Linked DNA regions of Mus musculus: region 1 is linked to region 2. Evidence: chromatin contacts called from public HiChIP or PLAC-seq data. All regions are on one chromosome and are shown on one strand. Each heading gives the region's core, a stretch centred on a gene start, on an enhancer-like site or on the middle of the called end of the contact. The rest is flanking DNA. Distances are from core to core; before and after follow the strand shown. Region 1 holds the start of Shox2 (short stature homeobox 2). Region 2 has its middle 180 kb from the start of Shox2.

Evidence for each region. HiChIP or PLAC-seq counts read pairs in DNA pulled down with a chosen protein or histone mark.
Region 1: an H3K4me3 HiChIP or PLAC-seq map of embryonic limb bud shows a contact between it and region 2, with 2.2 times the contacts expected there. The contact joins the promoter of Shox2 here to the enhancer-like site in region 2. A contact is called at or near these places in 1 of 484 Hi-C or Micro-C datasets (the N1E-115 cell line), 4 of 115 datasets of contacts at active chromatin or transcription factors (craniofacial prominence, embryonic forebrain, embryonic hindbrain and 1 more) and 1 of 9 other capture datasets (pancreatic islet).

The regions. Positions count from the first base shown.
Region 1 is chr3:66,977,609-66,983,662 of GRCm38.p6, forward strand. Shox2 (short stature homeobox 2) reads right to left here and starts at 4,163. Exons shown (of 5, transcript NM_001302357.1): 1 at 3,603-4,163; 2 at 578-786. The coding sequence starts at 3,948. It also overlaps a transcript of Rsrc1 not described here.
Region 2 is chr3:66,797,053-66,803,080 of GRCm38.p6, forward strand. No RefSeq gene overlaps it. Among named protein-coding and RNA genes, the nearest start is that of Shox2, 180 kb to the right of the region's middle. Within about 2 kb of position 1,864, at least 10 of the 459 cell types and tissues checked have an H3K27ac peak or open chromatin away from gene starts, as enhancers often do. A contact at or near this core is called in embryonic limb bud, where this site is marked.

The sequences.
Region 1 (6,054 bases), core at 2,913-5,412, 180 kb after region 2:
GCGTTGGTTAAGTGGAGGAACAAAGGGTGGGCAAACATATTCTATGCCCTCTGTTTCTCGCTCAGTTAGAGACCGATCCGCTAGCAGTACACTGTAAATTTTTGCACTTAACAGATGCTAATTTTCTTTATAGTCTGTACATCCATAAACCTAATTGGTATATCCGTTTGGCAAACCTAGACCCTCAACGAAACCCAACTCCAGAGAGCAAAATACTCGTTGTAACTTTTAAGGCTTCAGAGATAAAACGTTTTCTATGGCATTTTTTTTAAGGCTTATAAAAGTAGGCCCATTAGGATTAAACCACATTAAAGACAGCGAGGGGCTAGGGGGGTGTGGTTAATAGAAACTCTGGGAGCAAGCCCAGCACAGCTTTCTTTTTCAGCGAACATATGTTGGCTTAGGAGTGAAAGGGGCTACGGGATCAAAACCCATTTTAGAAAATAAGATCTTTAGAAAAGATGTCCCCCCCCTTTTTTTTTCATCTCACACCAGACACCTGCAGCTTCCCCGCAAACATTAGGTATAGCACTCTGACTTTCAGGACCCAGCCTCCACCTCCTCGCAATGGGGGTACCTGTACTCGGGCCTCAGAGAGCCCCAGTCGCTGGCTCAATTCCTCGCGCATGAAAGCGTCTGGATAGTGGGTCTCATCGAAAAGCCTCTCCAGCTCGTTGAGTTGTTCCAGGGTAAAATTGGTCCGACTTCGCCTCTGCTTGATTTTGGTCTGGCCTTCGTCCTCCATCCCTTTCGCATCGTCTTTGCGATCCTTCAGTTCAGGGGACACTGAAGAGGGCACCACGGAAGGACCACACGTGCGTCGGAGCACGCACCACCACACACACACACACACACACACACACACACGAACAAAAAAAAAAAAAAAAAGCAAGACAGTCTCATTACCAGATTTTTCCAGAAGGCTAGAGACTCCTAAACCCTGGGAGCGCGGGATCCCTGTGAAGACCTGGAGAGAGGATGGGGTCTCTGAGACCCGCAAAGTCTCGTCTGTATAGCTGCCTGGGGACAAGGTGGGCACGCGGCTACCCAACTCAACTGGGGTCTTAGCTTACCCTCTCACTACCTGTTCCCTTCCCTTCTGTCAACACCAAATGCATTCCTGACCCTATGGCACTCACTGACCCACGCACTCACGGAAATCAAAAGCGCTGCGCGGGCCTCTCCCAGAGCCCGGTCTCGGTTAAAGGGCGCGGCAAGGCCACGCGATGGCCTCGCACGCCAGCTATCCCCAGAGGGCTGTTCCGCTGTCCCGCCAGCCTCTGCTGCCTCTGGCCCTTTGCCTCCCGCAAACTTGCTGGTCTAATTTAGGAACAACTGGGCCCGCTGAAAGGTTGCAGCAGGAAAACGAGATTCTGGTACAGCGCTGCGCCGAAAGCCACGTCCCCGGGTACCCAAGGGCTCGGACCAGACCCCTACGGATGGTTCCATCAGCAACTAGGCAGTCCCTGTGCTCCCTGCCAGACTCGGGTCGGATTGGCACAGGCAACCACGCCATGTTGGCGGCCTGGATGACTGGCCGCCCACGCTGGGCCAGAAGGGTAGAGGCGGCAAATCAGACAGACTCTGGTGGTCAGCAAAACCCACCGCTGCATCTGTCCTCTCCTTCTCCCTCCCCGGTGGAAACCAAGGATCGACCCTAAAGGCTTAAACCCACTGAGATCAACAGGTTCAAGCAGAACATTCCTCGGTTTCTATTGGCTGTTCAAAACCTTTTCATGCATCCAGCCGCTCGGATGTTTAATAAAATATGCATTTTCCCCCTCACATTCGTTGCTACTTTGCTGTCCTTCCATGTAAAAGATAGGAGCTCTGGCAGTGTGAGCAAATAGAGCCACACGAGGGGTGGTATATATGTATGTCAAAAGGCAATGATGAGGACAGTCAAAGTCAGGCCCATATCAATACAAGGTCCACCCAACCTTCATCCTCTGCATGATTTGGAGATGGATGTCCACTGTCAAAGCTAAGTTTAGATAGTAGAGGCTGTTTTTGATTCCTCCCAACCCAGGAACCGGATCAACACAGAGGGGAAAAAATTAAGTCGAAAGAGCCAAGCTACAAAGAAATTAACACTTGCCCAGAGCTTGGAAATCAACAACCCCAGCAACTGGCTCACCCAGGCTTGCCAGGGCTATGTAACCCGAGTCTCAGAGCTATGAACCTTGAAGGGTTACTCTGGGGGCCCCTTTATCATTTTACCCTATCACGTTCTAAATTTAGGGGAACACGGCCGGCCGGGATCTCGGTGAAGGCAAAGCGCCCCATCTTGCCCCAGCTTGGCATTCTATACAGTAACCTTATTTATTGCCTGTATTTCTGCTTCTCAGAGTTCATTTTGTGGACGTTTGTTCTTCCTCCGGGAAGGAAGTAGATAAGGTCACAGCAAACATTAGGGGTCAATTTAATAGAAAACATTACTAGGACAATCTCACTAACATCTTAGTAAAATTTAAACAGGAACATATATTCTTCAGATGGGAAGGTGGACTGGCTTTGTCTGTTGTCACCCCCAGAGTGGATTCCCCTCAAAGTTTAGGGGCTTCAAAGGAAAACAAATCCAAATTTCAAGTTGATTAATAGACTTAATATAATGTCTCTTTCGCCCCCAACTTTCCACTTAATGGCCTAAACAGGAACAGACCGTGTTATAAACAAGTTAATTGCTTGCTTAAATTTGTGATTCTACGCATGCCACATATTTTCTTAATTGGAAAAATATGGCAGCACACCAGTTACTGCAGTACCGAGTGCCAAATTAATTTTTAACTTTGAGTTGATGGACGCTTCACCGGTTAGATAAAGCCTTTTTCTAACACTGCTCTCTCCAAAAGTCTCTCTCTCTCTCTCTCTCTCTCTCTCTCTCTCTCTCTCTCTCTCTCTCTCTCCATCTCTTTCTCTCTCTCTCCTAAAGTACTGCACGATTCTAGCCAGTAAAGAAATTGTGTATGTAGTGTCCTCGTCGTCGTCCCCCACCCTCTACTCCTCAATTCCTCCACCGAGAGGGAATCACCTTGGCCTGGACCTTTGGCTGGCTCCTACCTTAACTGTTCAGTAAGAATGTGAAGTTTGGTCCCCAAGATCCGGAGATTTGGGGGCTTTGCAGAGTTACAGTGGTTTTGATGGCAAATCTAAAGAAGGGCAATGTCGTGTGGCTCTCCTCTTTCTCTCCCCTCCCCTTCTCTCCTTTAGGCTTAGGAAAGGGGTTCTGGCAAACTCGGGACTACGGGCTAGTTACAACCGGCCTCCTAGTGAGCCCCTGCCGCACCCCTTCTCGCCGCGGGCCACACAAACTTCGCCGTCCCGCAGCGCGGCCCCATCCTCCCGCTCGCGAAAAACATATTTCGGTGCAACCGGAGCGACAGAGAAGGGTGCGCGAAACCCCACGCCCTCCCCCACGCGAGGACCCCACCCACGACGGAGCAGTCTGGCCTCCTACCCCTCCACTATCCCGGTATCTCCCAAAGCTGGGGTCCAGGGCCCTCTGCGATGCCGCCCTCCTCCCGCTCGGGTCCCGGGTCCTCTCCCGCCCCGAGGATAAGGGAAGGCAGTAAGGGGAACCGCGGCCGGGGGCAGGCCGTTACCCTCCGTCAGCCGCGGGCTGCCGGGCTCCCTGCTCCGCTCCGCGGCTCCCATGTCCAGCTCCCGGACGGGAGAGCGCCCTCCTCCAGCTCCTCCGCCTGCTCCTCCTCCTCCAGCACCTCCTCCGCCTCCTCCGCCTCCGCCTCCGCCTCCTCCCGCGCCGCCGCCTCCGCCGGCCGCCCGGACTGCCGGGCTGCTGCGGTCGTCGCGGCCCGGCTCGACGCAACCGGGCTCTTTGGCCCCGCGCAGCGGCCCGCTCTCTAGCACCTCCCGGTACGTGATGGCCTCCTTCTTCTCCTTCACTTTCTGGTCAAAAGACTTGGAGACGAACGCCGTAAGTTCTTCCATCGCGGCCGCTGCCGCCGCCGGTCAACCTCGCGCTCAAGCTCTCCCTGCCGAGCCCCGCTCTTTTTTTCCTCCTTCTTTTTTTACTGCTCCAGCCCCCCCAATAATAACACATCAATGGGGCAGGGGGATGGGGGAGGAGAGGGAGGAGGAGGAAGAAGAAAAAGAGGAGAAGAAAGAAGAGGAGAAGTAGAAGGAGAAAAAGAAGTAAGAGGAGGAGGAGGACGAGGAGGAGGAGGAGGAAGGAGGGGGTAAAGGGGGAGAGGGGGGAGGAGGGAAGGGGCGGGGGCCGCCAGAGGGAAATGGGAACTGATGCTTCCCTGCCGGAGTGCGCGTGTTCAATGTTAAGATCTTTGACAATTCTTCCTGCGGAGAGTTCAGATCTGATAGCGACGCAGCTCTTGAAGTCTCACTATTTATACTTCCTAAAGGCGGGCCTCTTGTTCTGAGTAAATTACCTCCCCTCGCAACTCCTAGTGAACCCCTTCGCGGGTAGCAGGAGCGCCACTACCTGGGGTGGGGAGGAGAGGGAGTGGGGACGAGAGAGAGAGAGAGAGAGAGAGAGAGAGAGAGAGAGAGAGAGAGAGAGAGAGAGAGAGAGAGAGAGAATATGAATATGAATATTGAGGATGGAGGATCCAGGCTGGAGTCCACCGGGCTGGAGAGGGAGGGCAAGCAGGGGACCAGAGGGGGCGGGGAGAGGAGGCAGGTCCTCAGCGGTCGGGTTTTCTGATAGCCTCGGCCGCTGGTGCTCTTGGCCATTAATCCAGGATTGACAAGAATCCCTAATTAATTTAATTAAGCGTGGATTTTGCGTTGGTGTCACGACTTAGTAAAACACTGGGGAACTGGATAGACTTCTCGGAGGCGGGGCCAAGAGGAAACTGACAAGTGCATTGCAATCAGAGTCAGTGGGTATCCTCAGAGAGTACCCGACCCTACAGCCTCGCTCTGGGTGGGCATCCCAACTGCTCGACCCTACAATGATGACCCCTGGTCTCTGGCCCAGTATCGGGCTCTCTATGGTTAATAGGCCTAGCAACCATTCCAGTATTCCGTTCCTGCACCCTTTCTTGCTCCAAGCCGCTGCAGCTGCACAGCGGTGCATCCGGTCTTCACGCGCCTGCTGCGAATGGGGCTTCATTGCAGCACCTCGGAAGGCTTCACCTCCTTTTAGGATCTTCCGAACGCGCAGCCAGCCTCACTGAGTACTGGTCCCTGTAATTCACTCTACTACTTTGGAGTCAAAGCTGACTCCCATAAAGACACATCCCGCTAGAAGGGGTTGGTCGATTTAACTTGTTTCCTGAGCAGCTGTTCTCTGCCAGATTCGGTCTTAAGGTATTTTCTTACAGCCCGGTCAGGCGCAGTTCCATTTCGATTTTCTCTATGAGGTCTAAGGGTTCTTACTCCTTTTCCTAACAACTCCCTGCACCCTGCCCTTAATTATTTAGCATCTTGGGGGGCATTCTAGTTCGATTTCCTAATTCTGAAAAACAAAAGATGACTACTTTTTGAGTTCTGCGGAAAAAATTACCGATGTTGCTTGTCGCTCGACTAATTTTTGTTTACCGTGGACTGTGAAAAAAAGACTCACTCTTTGGAGGGGGGAAAACAACTCTCTTTCTGATTTATAACTTAAAAACTGTATATTTGACAATTATTTTATAAAAACTCTTAATTATATGGGGGGGGGGGACATGACTGTCTCCTCTAAGCCACGGCTTGCTGTGTGATTTGTAGCTATGCAAATACTTATTTGCTCACACAAAAGAATGTTTACATATGAAATGTTACATTTACTTGAATATGTAAACAAATATACCTCTTTAAGTGGCAGTTTGGGGGGGCATTTTCAGTATACTGAATATTAATGAGTTTTGTTTGATGTTAAAAGATAATGTTTTCGTTCTCTTGGATCCAGTACTCAGTAAAAATGAAAGCAGTTACAGGCCATTAATATGTATATCTTCTACTTATTGATTAGAACAACAAAACACACTTAGCCAATAATTTCAGAAGTTCTACCCAAACAACCTAAAACATTGGTAAAGAGAACACAGAATTGTGGTACATAATGTATTCTCAGTCGAGAATTTAAGTGTAATT
Region 2 (6,028 bases), core at 614-3,113:
TGAAATAAATAATCTGTGTCAGACAAATTTCAATAAACTTTCTGTTTATTCACCGTACAGCTTTCTCATAAAAATGCTTAATATGTATGTGATATGTAAATCGAACCACGTCTGTTTTATAATTTTTTATAAATTTTATAATTTTTTAATTCTAATTTTATAATGTTTTAACCTATATCTGGTTTTTTTTTCCCCTTCCAACTAGCCACAATCCACTACTATCAAGGAAGAGGTTAAAAATAAACAAAAGGGAAAAAACATAGAATAAAATTACAGAAAAATTTAATTTTTTTCTACCAATTACATTTCAGGCAATGTTAAAAAATTATATAGAGCATACTCAGTGAATGTAACTGAGAAATAATAATTTCATTTTTATGCAGTACAATCAGAACATGAAAATGATGAGATTAAAAGCAGTGAAGTTACCCCGTGAGGGGGCAGTTCAGGAGGGCCTATTAGTGGCTCCGTAGTACAATCTAGAAACATCTTTATGTAGACTAATCATATCGCAGGTCCACAGGAGATTTACAATCTGATTTGCCACAGAGAACTCCATGTAATTTTCGTTGAGGACTGACACCATTTTATCTTTGCACGAATCCCTGTTTCTCGCACAATTCCGGTCCTTTCTACATTGTCAGTTCTGACAGGCTGATTTAATCTGCTGGATTCTGAATGCCTCTGACCACTGCGGTGAGTCATTAACCTTGACTTGCATAATTGAATTCAAGGTTGATTGCCTGTGACCCTCTGCGCCAAGGTCTTCTAAATGTACATATTCATTACTGGCGGCCTTGCTAAATGGTTTGCACAGGGAAAGCTGTAGCAGTCAGCCTGTTTGGTATGCAGAGGGCGGAGAGGGCACTAATTGCATGTTAGAGCTGAGGATTAGATTATGAAACGAGTGAGAGAATGAAGATAGATCCTCTGACACTGTCAGATTAGGGGCAACAACGTGCAGGAATATGACATTGAAATTTACAGTGACATTAACAGAAGGAAATTAGAAACAAATAGACTTTGGACGTTTTCTGGAAAATCTCTGTATTCTCTACAGTCACCTAATAGACAGGACAAGTGAGCTAACATTTGTATTTATCATTTGCATAATTGAGTAGAAGGATGGAATTTTTTTTAAGACTCTTCTTGAAGACGAGGCAACTACGTTACAGTCATTGCCTCATTACCTGATGTGCAATGTCTACACTGCACTTAAATAAATCCATTTTGAGTAGTCAGAACAGATCTTCGCACTAGTTTTAGTAAGCATGGGAAATACAAAAATACTTAAGTATGCAAAGTTACTGTGAACAAGTCTGAAAACCAGTAATACTAGTGCTTTAGTGGAAAAGCAGCTCGTAAAGTTGTCACTATTTCTGCTTTCCCATTGATCTTACGCCACCTCATAGTTAGAACAAGTGCCTGCCTGTTCATTCACTTCAAATAAGCCTTCTGGCGCACAGCACACGCACATGTTAATAGTCCACAGTTCTTCCAACCACTTCCTCTTTCCAGAAGGAAATATCCACATAGTTACAAACTGAGAAACAAGTAAGCTCACCAGAGGTGAGGCTGTGTATAAATACCAGGGGCTTTTCTCTCTCCCATTTAGGTAGGAGATGCTCTTTGAACAACCTTTCTTCTTACGTTGGTCAATTGCTTTGTAATTTATTTTAAATAAAAATGATGGCCTGCCTTTCTAATAACAGAAGAAGTGTACAAAATTTAACAGTGGAGGATACTTAAAAACAGGATTTCCGAAGCCTTTGGGGTTTTTGCAACAGCTGGAAAGACTGTTGCATTGGTAGGAGTCACGGAGGCTGCCTGTGGAGAAGGCCAGTGAGGCTTTGTGAAGTTTGCTCTGCTTTCCTTTCACAGTGAGCCCACAGGCTGATCCCTGTGGTACTGTAAGACGAGAGCCCAGAAAGATTCTGCAGCGTTTTTAAATGATTAGCTTGGTTTCCATTGATCTTTCAAAATTAAATTTATTTTTGCCACTTTGAGAAACTCTAAATGGAAGAGGTAACTTCTCAGTAATTATGCCTCACTGGGAAATCTCTCACTCTGTAGAAGAAAAAGACTCATGAACCAAACTGTATAGTAAGAAGAAAGAGGTGTGGCTGCCTTTGGGGTCCCACACTTTTAAGAGACTTCATGAACAATCAGCAGGGTGCCTTCCTGAGACACAGGAATGACAGTTGCAGGTAATATCTGTCACCCAAATCCATTATCTGTACATGAAGTCAGCTTTCAAATAAACCATCATGTTTTTTTTTTAATCTTCTAATCAAATAAACTAAGAGTCACTAAAGCTTGTACTAGAGAGTGACAGAATTCTGGGCCCCAGTGCCAGCCCCATCACTTCCTAACAGTACGGCACTGAGCCAATCCCTCACCACTCAGACTGGCATACCTCAGCAGGTTTCTGCTGTTCCACTACTTAAGTATTATGGAGAATACCTGCACCATTTCAGTTATTTCTCATAGCCAAAGAAGCCACAACAAAACACAGTGGCTAAACATCATAGAGATTGGATGCTGCTCTTTGCAGTTCTGAGAATTAACATCCTATGATGTTCTGCTGGTGTGTGTGTGTGTGTGTGTGTGTGTGTGGCAGCTGGTGCTACAACTCAGCAGGGACTTCAGTCTATATCAGTCCTTTCTGAACCTTTGTCAACCATCCTCTAATAAGCAACAGTGGACTTCTTAAATGTGTACTTGCAATGGCTTCAGGGAACAAGATGGGAAGAACAGATACCCAAAGGCCTCAGTGGCCTTACCTCAGGAACCCAATAATTACCTCTGTCATATTCTAGGGATCAAAAAAAAAAAAAAAAAAGTCCTCAAACCACTTCCAACTGAAAGGACTAGAGAAATGGAGCGTGCTTTGTTGTGATAAATCTCTAACCCCAATGAGCCCATGTAAAGAACACACAACTCAGCTATAATATTTTAAGCTGTACATCTAGATTGTGCAAATACATCACTACACTACTCTATTCCCCAGCTTTGAGATCTCTTGCTACTTGAGGCTACTCCAGGACACATGGTTTTGTTCCATCTTCCTTCCACCTCTTCTTCCTTCTCTTCTCATCTCTCCTCCCTCCTTCCTCTCTCTCCCTCTCTAAAACTTTCAGCCCCACCTTTCCCTTCCACTGTCTAATCACAAGCTCTAGCCTTTATTTGATCAGTTGAGATGGGGAGAAGATTCATATGAAGTCATCTGGGTACCAGATCTACTCCTTATCGGGGTAGCACCTCTTGAGGGAGCAGAATTAGCATCAAAATGCAAACAGCACCAGGACATTCCACAATATTTCCCCTTTTGTGTCCAAATAAAAGGCTCTTTTCTCTCAGATATAAATTGAGCACAGCTATTACTATTATGTAATTTATAAAGTATAAGATACACTTAACACTCAGTCTATCAATTTTATCAATTTAGATAAAGCACTCCACCATCTATCCTAAAGCAAAAGGCATATAATTCTACACTTTGAATTATGTCCTGATTTTAGCTTGTATACTATCTGAAAACCATCCTCTCAAATCTATATCATCTCTCTCAATGCTAAACAGCTTGGGTTGGCTATGAGATTATAACCAGTCTTTAACCCCATCAGAAATCCAAGAACAACTTAAAATATTACCTGAAAATATAGGGAACACAAAACATAGCTTCTAAAACTAACCAATTTACAGAGACAACTGACTATGTGGACAGTCCCTCATTCCTCAAAATGTTGGAACATCAGTCTTCAGCCTTCTGGCCCAGGATCATCTGACAGAGCTTTGTAATTTTTTTAAGTAGATGAATACCATAGGAAAGAAGTCTAGAAGGTGGAAAGGAAAGAGGGAAATGATGTAATCATATTATAATCTCAAAAATAAAAGAAATTTAAAATATATAAGCAAAGGAAAAAGTAAAAACACAGGGTCCTTTATTCATTGAAGGTCATCTTTGTAACAATCTATTCTCTAAATTATGTATGGTGACAACATAAAAATGTGAAAACAAACAGTAATATATTGATACTTAATTTATGCTTTCTACCACTACAAAGACTGAAATTCCTTGTCAACTCCTTCCCCTCTTGTATCTCATTTAAAAATTGAAACAGAATCTCATTCTATAGCCCAGGCTGTCTTGGAAGCCACAGTGATCTGTGTATCTCGAGGCCCTGCAAGTTTCACTTATTTAGTGTGTAGATTGTTGGCCAAGACTTGTTGACCCTCCAGGTTTGATTCTACTCCTGATTCTCACTAGCTTTGACACCATCATTTAGTCACTGTGAGCTTCAGTAAAGTCTCAAAGCAAGGGTTTAAATCCTAGCTTCATGGGGCTGGAGAGATAGATCAGTAGTTAACAGAATTAGCTGCTCTTTCAAAGGACCAGAGTTTGATTCCCAACAACCGCATGACAGCTTACAAACTGTAACTCTAGTCCCAGGATCCAATGCCCTCTTCTGACCTTCTCAAATGTGGCACATAAACATATAGGTAGGCAAAACGCCCGTATACAAAATAAAAAGCAAATGGAAAAATATAAATCAATCCTAGATTCATGAATTGCTAGCTAGGTATCCTCGATTAAATTCCTTAATCTTTTTTCTGTAGAAGAGGACTAGTTGTAGTAATGAATTCACAGAGTTGTGTTACAGGTTAGCATCATCCATTGAAGCACCTGGATAAGCAATGCTCAATATGATAGATCTGATTAGCGGGAGCCCAGGAGAGAGTTTCATGATGGAGAACCAAGCTTGTCAGCTTGGTCCATCATTCAAGGACCCGAGTTACTTATCCCATAATTTAAAACATATCCTTAGACTTTGTCTGTAGCTTAGTAGTAGGGTGTGTGCCTAGCGTGTCGTGACCTACCATCATACACACAAATGTTATAGGTAAGTACAGAGACAGAAAGATGAATAGACACAAACATGCACATGCCTTTTAATACTAATCAGAGAGTTGGTAACAGTGACATAAAACAGGCTCTGAACCACATTCTGAAGCAGCAGACCTCAGTAAGCATTTCTCTTTTTTAATCACATCAGACACAGGCGGGGTGCTATTATTCTCCATTCTGGCAATTAAGAAATAGCCTATGTCTTAATGGGAAAATGACATTTGTTCTACAGTGTCCAAATAACAGAGTACATCATCCATGTTCTTTCCAGGCAGGATCGGTGTCCTCTCTTCAGGGTATTGACCACTCATCAGGACTCTTTGCTGTCTGACTTACTGCCAAAATGATAAAGCTGACTGCACAGACAGGAGGCACATCCTTATCAGCTGTATTTAAGCTAGCTTTGCCTGCCTTGATACAAATACACAAAGGTCTGGTTTCCATATCACCAGCACTGCCACGATATCCGCCACGCTGTGTTTTAAGACACCCTGAACCCCCTATGTCAGCAAGCTTCCTGAAAACAAGGGGAGTAGCAAAATTCTTCCAGAAAGAAATGTGCAGAAAGTGTCTTTTGTTCTCTGCTTTGTGGGCTGGGCTGGCCATGTACATGTTAGGCATGTGCTCTCCGGCGCGTCGACAACCCTAGCAATTTGGCAGATTTTATTTAATTCTGACGTTAATTGATGTAAGCTAGAGATATAGCTCCATTAATGAGTGCATTCCAAAGTTAGCAGGCATGAAGCCCTGGCTTGAGTCCTCAGCATTGGATAAATTGTGTGTGAGTCAGGAGGATGGGGAGTTTGAGGTCATTTCCAACTACACAGTGAGTTAAAGGCCAACCTGGAATTCCTGAGACCTACCCCCAAAGCACAGTAATTAATGTGCAGTCTATGGAGCATGCACTAGTGTTCTATGAACAGATGTAGAACAACTACCAAGATTAAATAAATACTGATGACATTTAAGAAAGCAGAGAAAGAAGAGCCAGTGCCCATCAGATTAAATATGCTGCCCTGAGTCTGTACAACACTTATTCCAGATTCTAAGAAACTCACAGCATCTTCTAATGCATGTGCTCAGGATCAGAGCCTCAAGCTCCAGTCTGAGGTGCACTAG